Regions from separate parts of the Danio rerio genome. Here region 2 is linked to region 1. Evidence: chromatin contacts called from public Micro-C data. All regions are on one chromosome and are shown on one strand. The core of a region is the stretch at or near the end of the contact, and the rest is flanking DNA. Distances in the headings are between cores, read along the strand shown. Region 1 holds the start of tfe3a (transcription factor binding to IGHM enhancer 3a). Region 2 overlaps tfe3a (transcription factor binding to IGHM enhancer 3a).

Region 1 (7,934 bases), core at 3,209-5,708:
ACTTACCGCCAGAGGGAGTCAAGGCATCAACTCTTTTATATACACTGACCGGCCAATTTATTAGGTACACCTTACTAGTACCGGGTTGGACCCCCTTTTGCCTTTAGAACTGCCTTAATTCTTTATGGCATAGATTCAACAAGGTACTGGAAATATTCCTCAGACATTTTGCTCCATATTGACTTGACAGCATCACGCAGTTGTTGCAGATTTGTCAGCTGTACATTTATGATGTGAATCTCCTGTTCCAGCACATCCCAAAGTGGCTCTATTTGATTGAGTTCTGGTGACTGTGGAGGCCATGTTCAAGAAACCAGTCTGAGATGATCTTTATTACATGGCGCATTTTCCTGCTGGAAGTAGCCGTCAGAAGATGAGTACACTGGGGTCATAAAGGGATAGACATGGTCAGCAACGATACTCAGGTAGGCTGTGGCACCCGGTGTGGTCTTCTGCTGCTGTAGCTCATCCGCCTCAAGGTTGGACGTGTTGTGCGTTCAGAGATGCTCTTCTGCATTCTTAGTTGTAACGAGTGCTTATTTGAGTTACTGTTGCCTTCTTATCAACTCGAACCAATCTGACCATTTTTTTTACCTCCGGCACTCACAGAACTGCCGCTCACTGGATATTTTCTCTTTTTTTCAGACCATTCTCTGTACCCAAAGATAGTTATGCGTGAAAATCCAATTAGACCAGGATTTTCTGAAATACTCAAACCAGCCTGTCTGGCACCAACAACCATGCCACGTTTAAAGTCACTTAAATCACCTTTCTTCTCCATTCTGATGCTCGGTTTGAAATGCAGCAGATCACCTTGACCATGTCTACATGCCTAAATGCGTTGAGTTGCCGCCATTTGATTGGCTGATTAGAGATTTGCGTTAAAGAGCAGTTGGACAGGTGTACCTAATAAAGTGGCCGGTGAGTGTATATCTGTATTTTTAAATGTCTGTTCATTTTCTTTTTATTTAGCTGACCCTATTAATTTACTATATTGTATCTTATTTTGTATTTACAGTATTGTACACTATATTGTATAATTCTATTACTATAATTTCTGCACTGCAAAATTGTCTTTATTTTTATTATCAATGTACCCGTTTACTAGCAGTAAACACAGAATTTAAACTTAAAAATCATACTTTACCAGTTGTATTTATAGCATCATTACTATCACACTGACCAAAGGTACTGATGTAATATTTTTACTGCACTGAACCCAACTACCCGCAGTGATGGTAAGTGTGACAATAAAGAATCTTGGACTTTGAAAGGAGGTTATGCAACAAGGGATACGTAAAACATTAAAAAGCATTATTTTATGGTAACTGGGAAATAGCCAAAAAAAAGCTTTTTTTCTGACAAACACATTCCATTTAGTACAAAAGAAGCAGAATCATGTGAGCTCAGCAAACATTCAGTCAATGCAAGCAAGAACTTGGGAGGAAGAAGAGTGAAAACAGGGATGGGGGAAAAAGCGAAAGGGAAAATGTGTGGGTAGATTTGCTGAGTCATATCCCGTGAAATTTGAAGCTCTGAACAGAAACTGCAAAACAAAGCCTCCGGTAAAACGGCTCTTGTGGGTCAAACTAACCCAGACAGGCATTCCAGAGGAATTTTTTTGGCTGAGTTGAGAGGAGGGAGGCTGTTTTAAAGGCTGAGGCTTGCTAAATGGCTTTGACAGTAAATGGGCCTTAGTGAATAAACCTAAGTGCTTACTCTCAAACTTAAGCACATCATTTTAAAACACATGAGACAAAAACAGGAATGCAAATTATAAAAGTTGGTATGTATCGGGTTTGATTTAAAGCAAAACAGGTCTATACAAATAATGGGCTGAAAATATATAAATAGACTAAAATAAAAATGCAACTTGAAAATATTATATAACAATCATAGCAGGTTAGTGCTTTTATGATACTGAAAATTTCTAACTTCAATACGATACCTTGAAAAATATCGATATTCGATACCACAGGGACAAAATTCATAGCATTAAAAGGCAATTCAAACATTAAAAAGTAGACAATTTTTGATTTTTAAAAGAAATAAAAGATAAACAATGCTACAATGTCAGAATGTCTTATTTTCTGATTAAAACAAAGGATTTATCCTAATATTTACTGCTTTGTTGAAACATCTTGAGGGTAAATTACAGAATTTTCAATATTGCATTACACAAATGTATAGCACAACAGTACATTTTTTATTATTGTCAGCTAAAACTCCATTAATTCTGAGGAAGATATGTATGAAAATAGTGATAGTTTTGACAACTCTATAGCAAGCAGATATATTATTTATCATTGACAAGATCTCGTCTAGCTAAATTAAGCAAACATAACTGTTTCAAATACATGGAAACAGCACACACGTGCAGTCTTTGGGTTGCATTTTCATTTGTGGCTTCAACAAACATTAGTAAATCATGTCATATTAATTCAGAACAGGTGTTTTTTTTTTGTTTGACTGAAACGAAACTTAACACAATGCAAAATCATGGATGTTGAGATAATTTTCATACAGTTACATAACATGTTGATTTTCTAAAGCTAAAATATCCAGAATCATGTTTTTGTTTTAGCCTTTTTTTTTTTGACATGATTTTAAAAATGTCAGGAAGTTCAACCAATAAATACCGGATCTAAGATATGGTGGAAAGGTATATTGAATGTAGACGGTGAGTAAAATGATTTAATTTACCAACAACAGAAGTGTGCAATCGGATGATTATTGCTGGCACACCAGGATTTACAATTTAATAGGATTTTTCTACTCTAAAAAACATATTTTGTGCTTATTTGTTAAAATGGACCTTCAAATTTGGTGGCCAATGCCATTCTGGGCCATGTAGCTTTGGCACTGAGCTGAAGGTTTGTATTTATTTTGGACATAAATTATATTTGTATTATTTATCCTCTATGTTATCTGATTAAGTTAATATTATTTTAGGTTCTAGAGACCAGAATTTTAAAAATCTGACTTAAAAACGTGCATACGTTCCTCTTATTTGCTAAAAATAAAAATTATGTGTGCAAAAAATATGAAAGAATGGTCTAAATTTGCACTCTGGCACTCAAAAATTTATGGATTGAAAAAAAAGTTATTCTTCTCTGAGATGGATAGATGGAGTGACAGATGGATATATAAATGGATAGATGGATGGATGGATAGACAGACAGACAGACAGACAGACAGACAGACAGACAGACAGACAGACAGACAGACAGATAGATAGATAGATAGATAGATAGATAGATAGATAGATAGATAGATAGATAGATGGATAGATGGATAGATAGATAGATAGATAGATAGATAGACATCAATCGATCGATCAATAGAAAGATGGATGAATGGATGGATGGATGGATGGATGGATGGATGGATGGATGGATAATTTAATATGTGAAATCTGTAATATTTTGTGAACGTTTTCCAGTTTTCTGTTTTTGAGCATTGCAGGTCGAATGAAATGAATTAAAATTCTTTATTCATAATTATTTGGATCTATAATTATTTGTTTAGTATGCATATACTCAGAAACTTGAATAAGTCGAACATTTTTGTTGTTTGTTTGTTTTGTTGTTTTTTTAATATAATAGTACACAAAAATATTAATGAATCAAATTGAATGGTGCTTCTAATTATTGACTTTTCCAAAACAGTAGCCTTTAGTATAGGAAAATAATAGTAACGGTTTTTCATTAAAAAAGCAACACCACTGCCATTATGTAAACAAACTCTGATATATAATGAATGAAAATGAATGACATTTTTGTTAGTTATCATCAGAAATGATGTTGATAAAGAAACACGTCAGTTGACAGACTTCTTCGTCCTCTACGGACCTTTAACTTTTTTAATTGATGCGCAAGTGTAAAGTTTAGTTCCATCCAACAGCTAATGAACGCAAAGGCAAATCAATTAATTAATGTTTAGTTGATGTGACACTGACCTGATGAGATTGACAGATTCTGCTGAATCCAGTATTACGTAGACGGTCTGAGGACGCTCGTGCCCCTGTTGCCCAGGTAATGCCACTTCCGATCTGCCCTTCTCGGGTCTGACAGAAGGCAGGCTGGACATTTTTTTTTCCAGAAGTCCACCAATAAAATGAACAAATAGCAAAATTAACGAGTTAGAATAACTGATATACACCGATAGCAACCTGTGAGCGACAGTAAGGCAAGCCGGTTGTTTTCTAAAGAGGCTAAAATAGAGGACTGCAAGAGGACTCTCGGTTAGCGAGAGATGTTTACTGCAACCGCTAGTCGTTTTTTCAAATTCCCGTATCGATGCGTTCTTTCTTTATCTGTCTAGACTAGAGTTTGATGAAAAAATAAATGCGACTTAAGAGTCTAAAGTCCGTAGTTCCTCTATCAGCGTGCGACTACTGTGCAAACGGCTATATCTCGCTCTCTTGTCTCTTCACCGTCCACTGAGAGAGTAAATCTGACCGGAAAACCCCACAGTGACGCTCCATGATCAGCCGAGTGAGGACTGACGGGCGAGCGGACCAATAGCCGCGGAGAAGGGGTGGGACTTTGAACTTGTCAGCCAATAGACGAGCGAGAGCATACTTGTTTACTTCAAGCATTAGGTCAGCCTTTGATATAACATTACAAACTATTTCGTCATCCTTTAGATTTAGGTGATACATCTCTGTGTGATGTCAAGATGAAACGAACACTACAATGATAAAGCGTTTAAGTATGAATACTGTGGTTTAAATGTACATATAGTGTGGCATTTTCTTTAAATATCTGTATATTTATTAATTTAGGTGTAATATTCATAGTGTATACACAGGTATGTGTATTATTTTGCAGAATCTTCCAATAGGGAACAGTTTTTTAAGCATTAGAGGCATACATATTGAGTGTGTATACATGTAGAGAGAGAAAATATTATTGTGTGAGTGTGAATATACATATATATTATTGATATGATTAGCAAATCACTAATAATACAATACACAACATTAGGATAAGATGCAATCAAAATGTCACGCTATTTTTTGTTCTTTTATTACTTTATTTCATAAACATTTTCATGATCTTGCACAGATTTCATTGGGATATTAACATACAATGGTACCCAGTGGCCTGCCACTAATTGAATCAACAATAATAATTATAATAGTACTTGAAATAACAGTAATACCCATTATGTGTACAATAAACCAGGTTTCATGAGGGAAAACAACGGTATGTATACTTGTGCCATATAGTGTGATGTTATCGCTAATGGGCTTGGAAAAGAATGCTCATAATGCAGCCATTTTGTGGTTGTCCGAGAGCAAAATAACATTACGTGAACTGTCCTTGAGAAGATCAGATATAAGGGCTATCTGGCAATGTTTTACACATCCTTCTCTGCTGGTTTGTTGCAAACGTGCATAAAAAGTCAGCAAAAAAGAAGACAGAAACAGGTCAGGAGGTTGGCATGCTGTGATGATGCCAGAAAGCAGAGGAGAAGGAATGGTAGATCATCGCTAGACAGGTATAATCATTAACATCTATGAGCAAAACAACTGCCCAAGCCTCCATTTCTCTATTTAACTCCCATATAAAAGAATCCAAACGCTGGTTTACAATAAATATGTTTCAAAGTTTGGCGTTACAAAGTAATCTTCCTCACGGCAAAAGGGAATTGTTGCTAAAAGTTATAAAAATGAACAAGATTATACCACTCAAGTCAAAAATCCAGCAACAGATTACATCATCATCATCATCATCATCATCATCATCATCATCATGACTGTGCTAGTGTTTTGGTACAGATTTGAGCATATACAATATATACAATGCAACATTTGACTCTCTGTTCTGCATCACAGAGATGTACTGCTCACTCCCAAATGATTCATTTTGTGTTAATCCTCAACATTGTGTAGCCAATGTACAGAGAAAGTCAATTCCTGAACTTGTCGTGTCATTTATTAATAAACACAAAGCTGTTCCCTTGATCATACGATAAAATAGCACCTCTATTTCTGTAAATGACAGATCAAAGACACAAGATTGTTCAGTTTTGCTTAAAAATGCACCGTTGTTCAGAAATCCTAAAATTAACTACAGTGTATCTCGCTTTTTTGTGTGTAAAACCTCAGAGTGATATACTTTCAAAACGCTGTTTATAAATCAATTTTATGGACGAAACAATAAAGGCTTATCATACTGTACATCATCTTCCAATTACTATGGGACTAAAACTTTAAAGGGTGCACGATATATCGGTGGTCATATCAATATCGGCCGATATCAGAATTAGGCAGAGAAATTATGTATTATTTCCGATGTTTGAACTCAGAGGGATGCTATATATATTGGTGGCCATATCAATATCGATCGATATCGGTCCGATATCAAAATTAGGCAGATAAATTATGTATTTTTCCATTGCTTTCACTTATAGGATTACCCAATATATCGGTGGCCATATCAATATCGGCCGATATCAGTCCGATATAAAAAAATTAGGGAGATAAACTATGTACTATTTCCGCTGCTTGAACCACTTTACATGCTTGGTGCCAACACATTTTTTATCATTTTACTGGTATTTTAATTTTGGTAATGTTCTTTGACTTGGTTGCTTTTTTTTGCATTATAATTTTTTTATCAAGCAATTGATTTTAATTCTATAAAAGAAAGTTGACCATGAAAATTAATAGTTAATTAATAAGGTTTAGTGTTGTTCACTGTATGAGTTTTAACTTTTGTTTTTGCAGTCATGTGGAAAAAATGATATCTATCGAACTATTATTGTTTATCCACCTTTATAGTTATCGGTATCGGTCAAAAAAACTATATCAATCAATCCCTACAAACATACCAAATAAACAATGTCATATCCTCACAAATAATGATTTAAAGTTCATCTATATGCTTATATATTGTTTATCAGCCTTCAGATTTATAGAGTTATCGGTATAGGTCAAAAAATTCTTATCGAAGCATCCCTGAAAACAAATAAACAATAAATTATATCCTCCCAAATGATAATTACCTTGTATTTTGGTAGTGTTCATCTATATGCCTATATATTGTATATCAGCTTTTAGATTTATTGATATTGGTTATCGGTATCAGTCAAAAAAATAAAAAAACATATCGATGCTTCCCTAATGATATTCCAAATAAACAATAAATTATATCCTCCGAATGATGATTTCCTTGTATTTTGATAGTGTTCATCTATATGCCTATATATTGTTTATCAGCATTTAGATTTATAGATATCGGTTATCGGTATCAGTCAAAAAAATCTATCGATACACACCAAAACACATTTCAAATAAACAATAGGTTATATCCTCCCAAATAATGATTTCCTTGTATTTTGGTAGTGCTCATATATTGTTTATCAACCTTCAGATTTATAGATATCGGTCAAAAAAATCCATATTGATGCATCCCTAAAAACATAGCAAATAAACAAAAGGTTTTATCCTCCCAAATGATGATTCCTTGTATTTTGCCAGTGTTTATCTATATGCCTATATGTTATTTATCAGCCTCCAAATTTATAGAGTTATCGGTTATCGGTAAAAATATCAATGCATCCCTAAAAAACATAGCAAATAAAGTTATATCCTCCCAAATGATGATTTGCTTATATTTTGTTAGTGTTCATCTATATGCCTATATATTGTTTACCAGCCATCAGATTTATAGTTATCGGTTATCGGTATTGGTCAAACAATCAATATTGATGCATCTTTAAAAAATACCAAATAAACAATCAGTTATATGCTCCCAAATTATGATTTACTTGTGTTTTGGTAGTGTACATCTACATCTTTATATTTTGTTTATCTGCCTTCAGATTTATAGTTATCGGTTATTGGTATCAGTCAAAACAAATAATAATAATGCATGCCTAAAAGAAGAGAAAATAACCAATAAGTTATATCCTCCCAAATGATG
Region 2 (7,934 bases), core at 3,900-6,399, 33 kb before region 1:
GCAGTGAACACGAAATTAGAGACAAAAGCGATAAAGGGATCACACTGACATTGCATAGATCTAAAGCTGAGTGTGTTGCAGTATTCATAATGTATCATAATAATGTTTTAGGCTTCGTTTAAAAAAGTAAATCTCTCCCGCTGCTCCAGCAAGGTGTTAAAACTATCCATACTTTACATATTAACAACATTTTGTTTGACTTTTTTTAGTAAATAGCAATGAAAATATATTTTATTGTTTGCTTTATAACTTGATATATTTGGTAAAACATTAAAGAAAGCTTTGTACATTAGTCTTTGTGATAAATCTAAGGAAGCTTGTTTTTGTTTTTGCCACTGGTTAAAAATGTAAAAAGGTAATCGTTCTTGTTTAACATTTCTGTTATAATTGCTTTTTTGGGGTTATAAACTCATGTTAACATATTAACTTTCAATGTATACCTTATATTTAATAAACTCAGATTTACATGAAAAAGCAGGAATTTAGAGATAAAACCCCATATTCTATATAAAAAACTCAAAATGATCAAAAAACAAACAAAACAATTTAATAAAATGTCAGAATTGTGAGAAAAAGTAAGCAAAAAAGTTTAAAAGTATGAATTGCAAAATAAAATTCTCTCTATTCTTTTTTTATATACAAATTGCAATATTAAAAAGCAATGTTATTTGAGATCAAAATAAACCAACCCAAAAGTCTGAACCAAAAAAGTCAAAATAAGAAAAAACAAAATTTAAGAGACAAAATGAAATATTCTAAACTAAAACATTTACAAAAAACAAAAAATTTAGAAAAACAAATTTAAATGAAATATTTTAAACAAAAGTCTGAATTGCTATAACTCAAAACTTGCAATCAAAAAGGTCAGAATTGCACAAGTAAACAAAATTTGAAACCAATAACTGAGCAAAAAATTCAATATTCTAAACTAAAGTCAGAATTATGAAATAAAACTTCAAAATACGAAATCAAAAAGGTCAGAATCGAGATAAAACAGTCAAAAAGTTTAAAATGTCAGAATAATAAGATAAAATTCAAAATTTGAAATTAAATTCAGAATTGTGAGAGAAAATTAAAAAACTAAAACAAAAATATCTGAATTGCAAGATAAAACTCAAATTAAAAAAAGGTCAGAATATTGAGACAAAACTCAAAATTAGAAATCAAAAAGGTCTGAACTGCAAGACAAAACTCAAAATTAGAAATCAAAAGACTAAAGTTAAAAGATAAAACTCAAAATCAGAGATCAAAAGGTCATAATTGTGTAATAAAACTCAAAAATTGAAATCAAAACGCAAGAATTATGAGATAAAACTCAAAAACTGAAATCAAAAAGTCTGAATTATGAGATAAAACTCAAACTTCAAAATCACAAAGTCAGAATTATGAGAAAACTCTAAAATTCGAAATGAAAAAAGTTCAAAGTTCCAAGAGAAAACTTCATTCTTGTCGGCTTAGTCCCTTTATTAATCCAGGGTCGCCACAGCGGAATGAACCACCAACTTATCCAGCAAGTTTTTACGCAGCGGATGCCCTTCCAGCCGCAACCCATCTCTGGGAAATATCCACACAGACACACACTCAAACACTACGGACAGTTTAGTCTACCCAATTCACCTGTACCGCATGTTTTTGGACTGTGGGGGAAACCGGAGCACCCAGAGGAAACCCACGCGAACGCTGGGAGAACATGCAAACTCCACACAGAAACACCAACTGAGCCAAGGCTCGAACCAGGGACTTTCTTGCTGTGAGGTGAACGTGCTACGTGCTAAGAGAAAACTTAAAATTTAAAATTAATAAAAATTAATAAAAAAAAGTCAGAATTGCGAAACCAAACTCAAAATTCTAAATCAAAAAGGTTGAATTGCAAGAGAAAAGAAAATTAGAAACCAAAAAGGTCTAAAATTTGAGATGAAACTCAAAATTCAATACCAAAATAAGGTGCGACGATAAATTCTAAACCAAAAGCTTAAAACCCCAAATTCAGAATAGAGAAATATAAACTTTCAATGACCTTTTTCATTTTTAACCCAGTGGCATAAACTATCAGTAAACTACATAAATCAGCACATAATAAACAGCTTTAAAATACTTTTCACAAACACACATAGATTAGCAAAACGCTGCAAATCTACATTAGTAAAGGATATTTCCCAAGCTGCTGCTGCTAACGTACACAAAAGCAGTTCTGCTTCTCCTTTCAGATCTGTATATTCACAACACACACACAGACACACATACACACACACACACACACATAAAAAGTGTGTAGTATAAAACTGCCATGATTTCAACACAGCCATAGCCTATACGTTTTGCAGCACAAGTATTCTCCAGCACCTCGCTGTATATGAACTCATTACATTACTTCCAATGTAGCTCTCAGCACAACTACAGCAATAAAATGTGCGGTAGAAATAAAACAGAACTTTAAACTGTCATAATATTCCTGATAAAGACTGTAAAGACGATAGATTAGAGTCAAACATTTCCAAATCACAATAATGAAGTTTTGACGACTGAATAAAAGTCTCTTCTAATCGACAAGGTCTTTGAATGTCAAAGGAAACATGTTTTGCTGACAGGAATAAGCTGATAGCAGACTGCTGATTTAAGCAGAACATTTAAATCAACACAGTTATCATCCTTATTCCCGAAAATTGATATGCTGATTAATATTTCGGTGGAAACGCGATATTTTATTGTTTTCCCGACGTTTCTGTTCGTCGGGAAAATGCATTCATAGATGCACATAAATGGAAAGAGTAACACATATGTGAGCCGGGATCACAAAACACTCAGGAGGGAGATTTATAGCATTTATACAGCTTGATGTACTGTATGCTCTGTTAGAATCTGAAAATATCTGACCAAAATACAACTATTAGAAAATGTGGAATCTGCACTGTTAAAAATGCCAGCTTCCTCATAATTCCTTCAAGTTGTCCCAACACAAATCGTTTACGTTGACTTGATCATTTCAACTAACTCACAGCATGGGAAATAAGTAATGAATGTCACATTTTTCCTCAGAAAACATACTTCTAAAGATGCCGTTGACTTGAAATTTTCACCGCATGTTAGTAACAATCAAAGAAATCCATATATGCCAAGAAAACAAATCTAATTAGTTTATAAATTAAGTTATGTGTAATACAATGAAATGACACACGGAAAAACTATTGAACACATGAAGAAAGGGAGGTGTGGAAAAGGCATGGAAAGCTGAGACAGCAGCTGAAATCTCGCTGTAGTTGTAAATTAATATTAGCTGCTTTAGTCCAGGGGATCTCAAACTTTTCAGCCCGCGACCCCCAAAATGACAAAAGTGACTCGCGACCCCATATATCCTCTGTGGTGGTTATAAATACAGAAAGTGCATGCAATGCCGCACACACGCCAATAGACCCAAGTCTATTCTTCGTTTAATTTTTTTGTATGTATGTCAGTGCTGTAAATGGGCCAGAAAGTTTACCCTGGTGTTATAAAATCAATCTGCTGCATCTGACGCTATTGCTGTGTCTTTAATATAATGTAATTACCCTAGGGGTTGCAATCCAATAGAACTAGTAACTATAAGCTACTATAGTAACTATTTAGTAACTATAAACAACTATTTTTTGTCTCTTTAGTAGGTTATGGATAAAATATGGTCATTTTTATGGTTTAATAACCATATAAATGATAATAACCCCCCCTTCACATTGTCCTGCAACCCCTCGCAACCCCCTCCCAACCACCACTTTGAGAACCACTGCTGTATTCCAACATCTATAATATTTGGAGGATAAAGATGAAAGCAGGGTGGACATTTCAGCAAGACAATGATCCAAAACACAGCCAAAGAAACTCTCAAATGCTTTCAGAGAAAGAAAATCAAGCTGTAGAATGGCCCAGCCAAACACCTGACCTGAATCCAATAAAAATACCAAATAAAGATCAGATTTGATAGACGAGAGCCACAGAACCATCAAGATTTTGACCCTTTGTTGAAGTCTGTGAGAAACTCACACCTGAGCAATGCATGTGACTTTATTCTCCATTTGAGAGGCGCCTTTAAGCGGCCATCACCAACACAGCCTTTTATATGAAGTATTAAATATGTTTCAGTAGTTCAGTACTTTCTCCTTGTGTCATTCCATTGTAACTACACATTACCTGGTTCAATTTCATGTCAACAGCTCCTTTAGAAATAGTATTCCCAGGAAAAATCCTGACATCCTCAAAACTTATTTGATTTTATACTTATTTTGAGTGTGAGGGTTAAAAAAGATAATTACATACTAATCAAACATGAAGATTTGATATATTTACTCACGAAAATCTTCATAGAACATGATCATTATTTAATATACAAATGATTTCTGACAGAAGAGAAAGAATCAGTCATTTTGACTCATTTCATGTATTTTTTGGCTATTCCTAAAACTATACAGTAAGGCTGGTTTTGTACTCTGGGGTCACATATTAGATAGTATCCACAAGTTTCTTTATGTCATTATTTGTTTAATTTTTGGCAGTGCTTCTGTGATACTAATTATATCACTTTAACTTATGAATAATAATTAAAAAACAGATATTTACGGACACTTCTGCGTTCGTCAGTTGAATTAAAGGCTCAATCTAATAGGTTCATCACATAGTCAAAGCTTTTGGACGCATTTTTGATTCTTTGCACACTTAAAGGGGTAGTTCACCCAAAAATAAAAATGTACTCATTTTGAAGTGGATCTAATGCTGAAAGCTGGTATCACTTGACTTTCATAGTATTTGTTTTTACTGTATAGAAGTCAATAGTTTTCAGCATTCTTTAAAATATCTTCTTTTGTGTTTCACAGAATGAACTTTTAAAGTTTTGAAAGAAGTGTAAAGAGTCATTTTCATTTTCCGAGAACAATCTCTTTAAAACTATTAGAATATCAGGCTTAAGTGTGATAATATCATAAACCGTAGATGTAAATCACACACCGCTATCTGTTCTGCATCAGTGAGGTGATCCCTGCAAGCCACACATGCATCTTTCCGACTGTTGATATAAAGCTGGTTTTCATTGTGCTACATAATCAACCTAAGAGCACAACAATCTCAACAGGAAACGAAAGCCGAGCTGAACAGGATGTTCACTTTTCTGTCTGTCGCTTTTTCCTGAGGACACGTTTAGGAACAGTTTTACTGCCGCCGTTATTAAAAGCACAGATGTACAGCGTGATATACACACACACTCTCACATTTAAAAAAGGGAAATAACACACAACTGTCCCTTTCGTATTCGATGTGCTACTACTGTAAACTCTGACATACAGTAAGCTGCAAAAGTCTGAGGCAGTTCCATCTTAATACAATTTCCTCAAATTAAACCAACGTTTAACTGTTTAAGGGTAGTATGACTGTGTTATTTGAAAGTAGACATTTATTTGATCAAAAACAGTGATGCTGTTAAATGTTTTTGCAATTTAAAATAGCCATTTTTTATTTTAATATAGGTTAAAATGAAGTTAAAATATGCTAATGTGGTGCTCATTAACATTTTATTTAATGGACCCTTTTCACAAGACTGTTATGACGTGCTTAACTGTCATCACAAACTTAAATCCTGATTTTTTAATGCATATAAATGTTTTAACTTATTATTTTATGTATGTTTTATATCATCTTTGCATTAAATAATAAAAAACGCATTACCACTTGTGTGAGGTGTTTCTAATTTAGTGTCTAAAAATTTAGTGTCTCCCAGCATAAGTGTATGCTGGGAGTCTCACACTATTTTTTTTCCTTTTTCTGAAAGTCTTGTAACACCATCGTGGAGCTTTTCTTTTATTATTTCAGCAAATAGGATTGTAAAAATAATATTTGTAATACTCTCCCATTCACTGCGCTCAAGTTTACCCAACTATGACAAATTCTGCAGTGGAGAAACCTGGAAATGTGAAAAGGGTCTGTTATCATTATCATCAGTGCTGCTTGATATGTTTGTGAAAACCATGGCACATGATTTTACAGGATTCTTTGCTGAATAAAGTTTTAATTATTTGTTTAATGCATTATAATTTCCTTTCCTCTCACTTATGATCACTTTTTAATGCATTTTTTTTTGCTGAAATTAAACATTATTATTACATCAAAGCATTGAATGGTAGTGTATAATATTAATATAATAATTCAAGTTAAAATTAGTGAATGTATTTAGATTGATCTAGTGAGGAAAGCACTTGAACGAGTCAAAATTATTCGCCCTCCTGTGAATTTTTTGTTTAATGGAGCAAGGAATTTTTTAGTGTTTCCTATAATTTTTTTTTTCTCCTGAAGAAAGTCTTATTTGTTTAATTTTGGCTAGAATAAAAGTAGTTTTAATCAAAAGTATATATATATTTAAAATAGGGCTGGGCGATATGGCAAAATTGCAATCTCAATAATTATTGTCCATATTGAATGATAACGATATATATTTTTATACAAGTTGTTAATGCTTCCAGGGTTAACCATGATTTTACTGTTTTAAATGATGACTGTTAAAGTCATTTAAAGAATGACTGCTTTAAATAGTGGCTTGCACACACAGCATTACTTATTATAAAAATAAATAAATAAAAGTTAGACAAACATATTTTGCACTACAACACTAAATTTAGTTTTTTGTTTTGTTGTTAAAAAACAAGAAATCATGTTAAATGAGAATCTGAAATATTTTATGGCACACTCAAAAAAATGAAGGTGATTAAGTATTCAATTTTTTATTTTTTTTTAATAAATTGGTCTTATACTTCATATATTCAGATTTTTTTCAGTACATGTATTAAGTTCGGTACTTTTACATATCAACCATTTGGTAAAGGGCTGATATTTTAGAAATGATGAGAAGTGTTGGGAAAAAAAATGCATTGAGTGTGTTAACTAGCGACTGGAGTTAAGAAATGCAATCCATACATTTATTTTCTTGGTGGGGTAGTTAATGGGTTGAAAGAGTACCCCCACAATAACTGATGCCACCAAAATTAGAGAGTCCATTAAATGGCATAATTTCAGCCGATAAATTTTTGGTGGCCGAAAATTCAGTACATCTTTAAAATTAACACACTTTTAGACTCCCATTGTTGCACATTTCTGCTGTGTGATTGGCTTTTAAATCAATATATAGTAAAAAAAAAAGTCCAAAGCTTATGTAATTGACAGAAATTTTATCGCGATTCAATATAGTATCATTAATCAGCCCAGCCCTATTTCAAGGTCATTATGTTTAGCCGCTATATTTTAAAAATAATAGGCAATATTTTTTTGATTGTCTACAGAACAAACAATCGTTATACAATGATTTGCCTAATTACCTGATAAATTAACCTAATTCACTTAGTTTAGCCTTTAAATGGCACTTTAAGCTGAATACTAGGATCTTGAAAAATGTCTAGTCAAAGACAAAAGAAATCAGTTATTAGAAATGAGTTATTACAACTATTTTGCTGAAAAAAAAAAAAAGCTTTCCATTAATCAGAAATTGGGGGAAAAATATACAGGGGGGCTAATAATTCTGACTTTAACTCTACATATTTTTTACCTAATTTAAATAATTTTGTATATTTCCTAATTTTCCAGTCTCAGACTTTTAAAGCTCACTGTATAGGTGATCTTAAAAATAAACTATTCATCCACTTAAACTCATATGGTTGGTGGTCAGGAGTTAATAATTATAGTGCTACTTTTCATATATATTAGAAATACGAAATATATGTTTAGCACTACCTCTACTCTATGTACATATATTCTTTAATATTCATTCATTCATTCATTCATTCTTTTTTTTACATATATATATTAATCAGAGGTTGTTGAGATAACAAATGAAGCATCCAGAAGGCTTTCTATACCTGCATCTCCTCCAGAATCGAGTCTCGAGGATGTCTACAGTACAGCGAATAACAAAGACGTCAAGATTACAC

Evidence for each region. A called contact is a pair of places that touch in the nucleus more often than the background predicts.
Region 2: a Micro-C map of caudal fin shows a contact between it and region 1, with 3 times the contacts expected there. The contact joins the enhancer-like site here to the promoter of tfe3a in region 1. A contact is called at or near these places in 2 of 18 Hi-C or Micro-C datasets (caudal fin and an unstated tissue).

The regions. Positions count from the first base shown.
Region 1 is chr8:9,324,137-9,332,070 of GRCz12tu, reverse strand. tfe3a (transcription factor binding to IGHM enhancer 3a) reads right to left here and starts at 4,458. Exons shown (of 10, transcript NM_131848.2): 1 at 3,959-4,458. The coding sequence starts at 4,089.
Region 2 is chr8:9,358,151-9,366,084 of GRCz12tu, reverse strand. It overlaps tfe3a (transcription factor binding to IGHM enhancer 3a), which reads right to left. Exons shown (of 10, transcript NM_131848.2): 10 at 7,791-7,934. Among named protein-coding and RNA genes, the nearest start is that of si:dkey-242k1.4, 12 kb to the left of the region's middle. Within about 2 kb of position 5,149, at least 6 of the 62 cell types and tissues checked have an H3K27ac peak or open chromatin away from gene starts, as enhancers often do.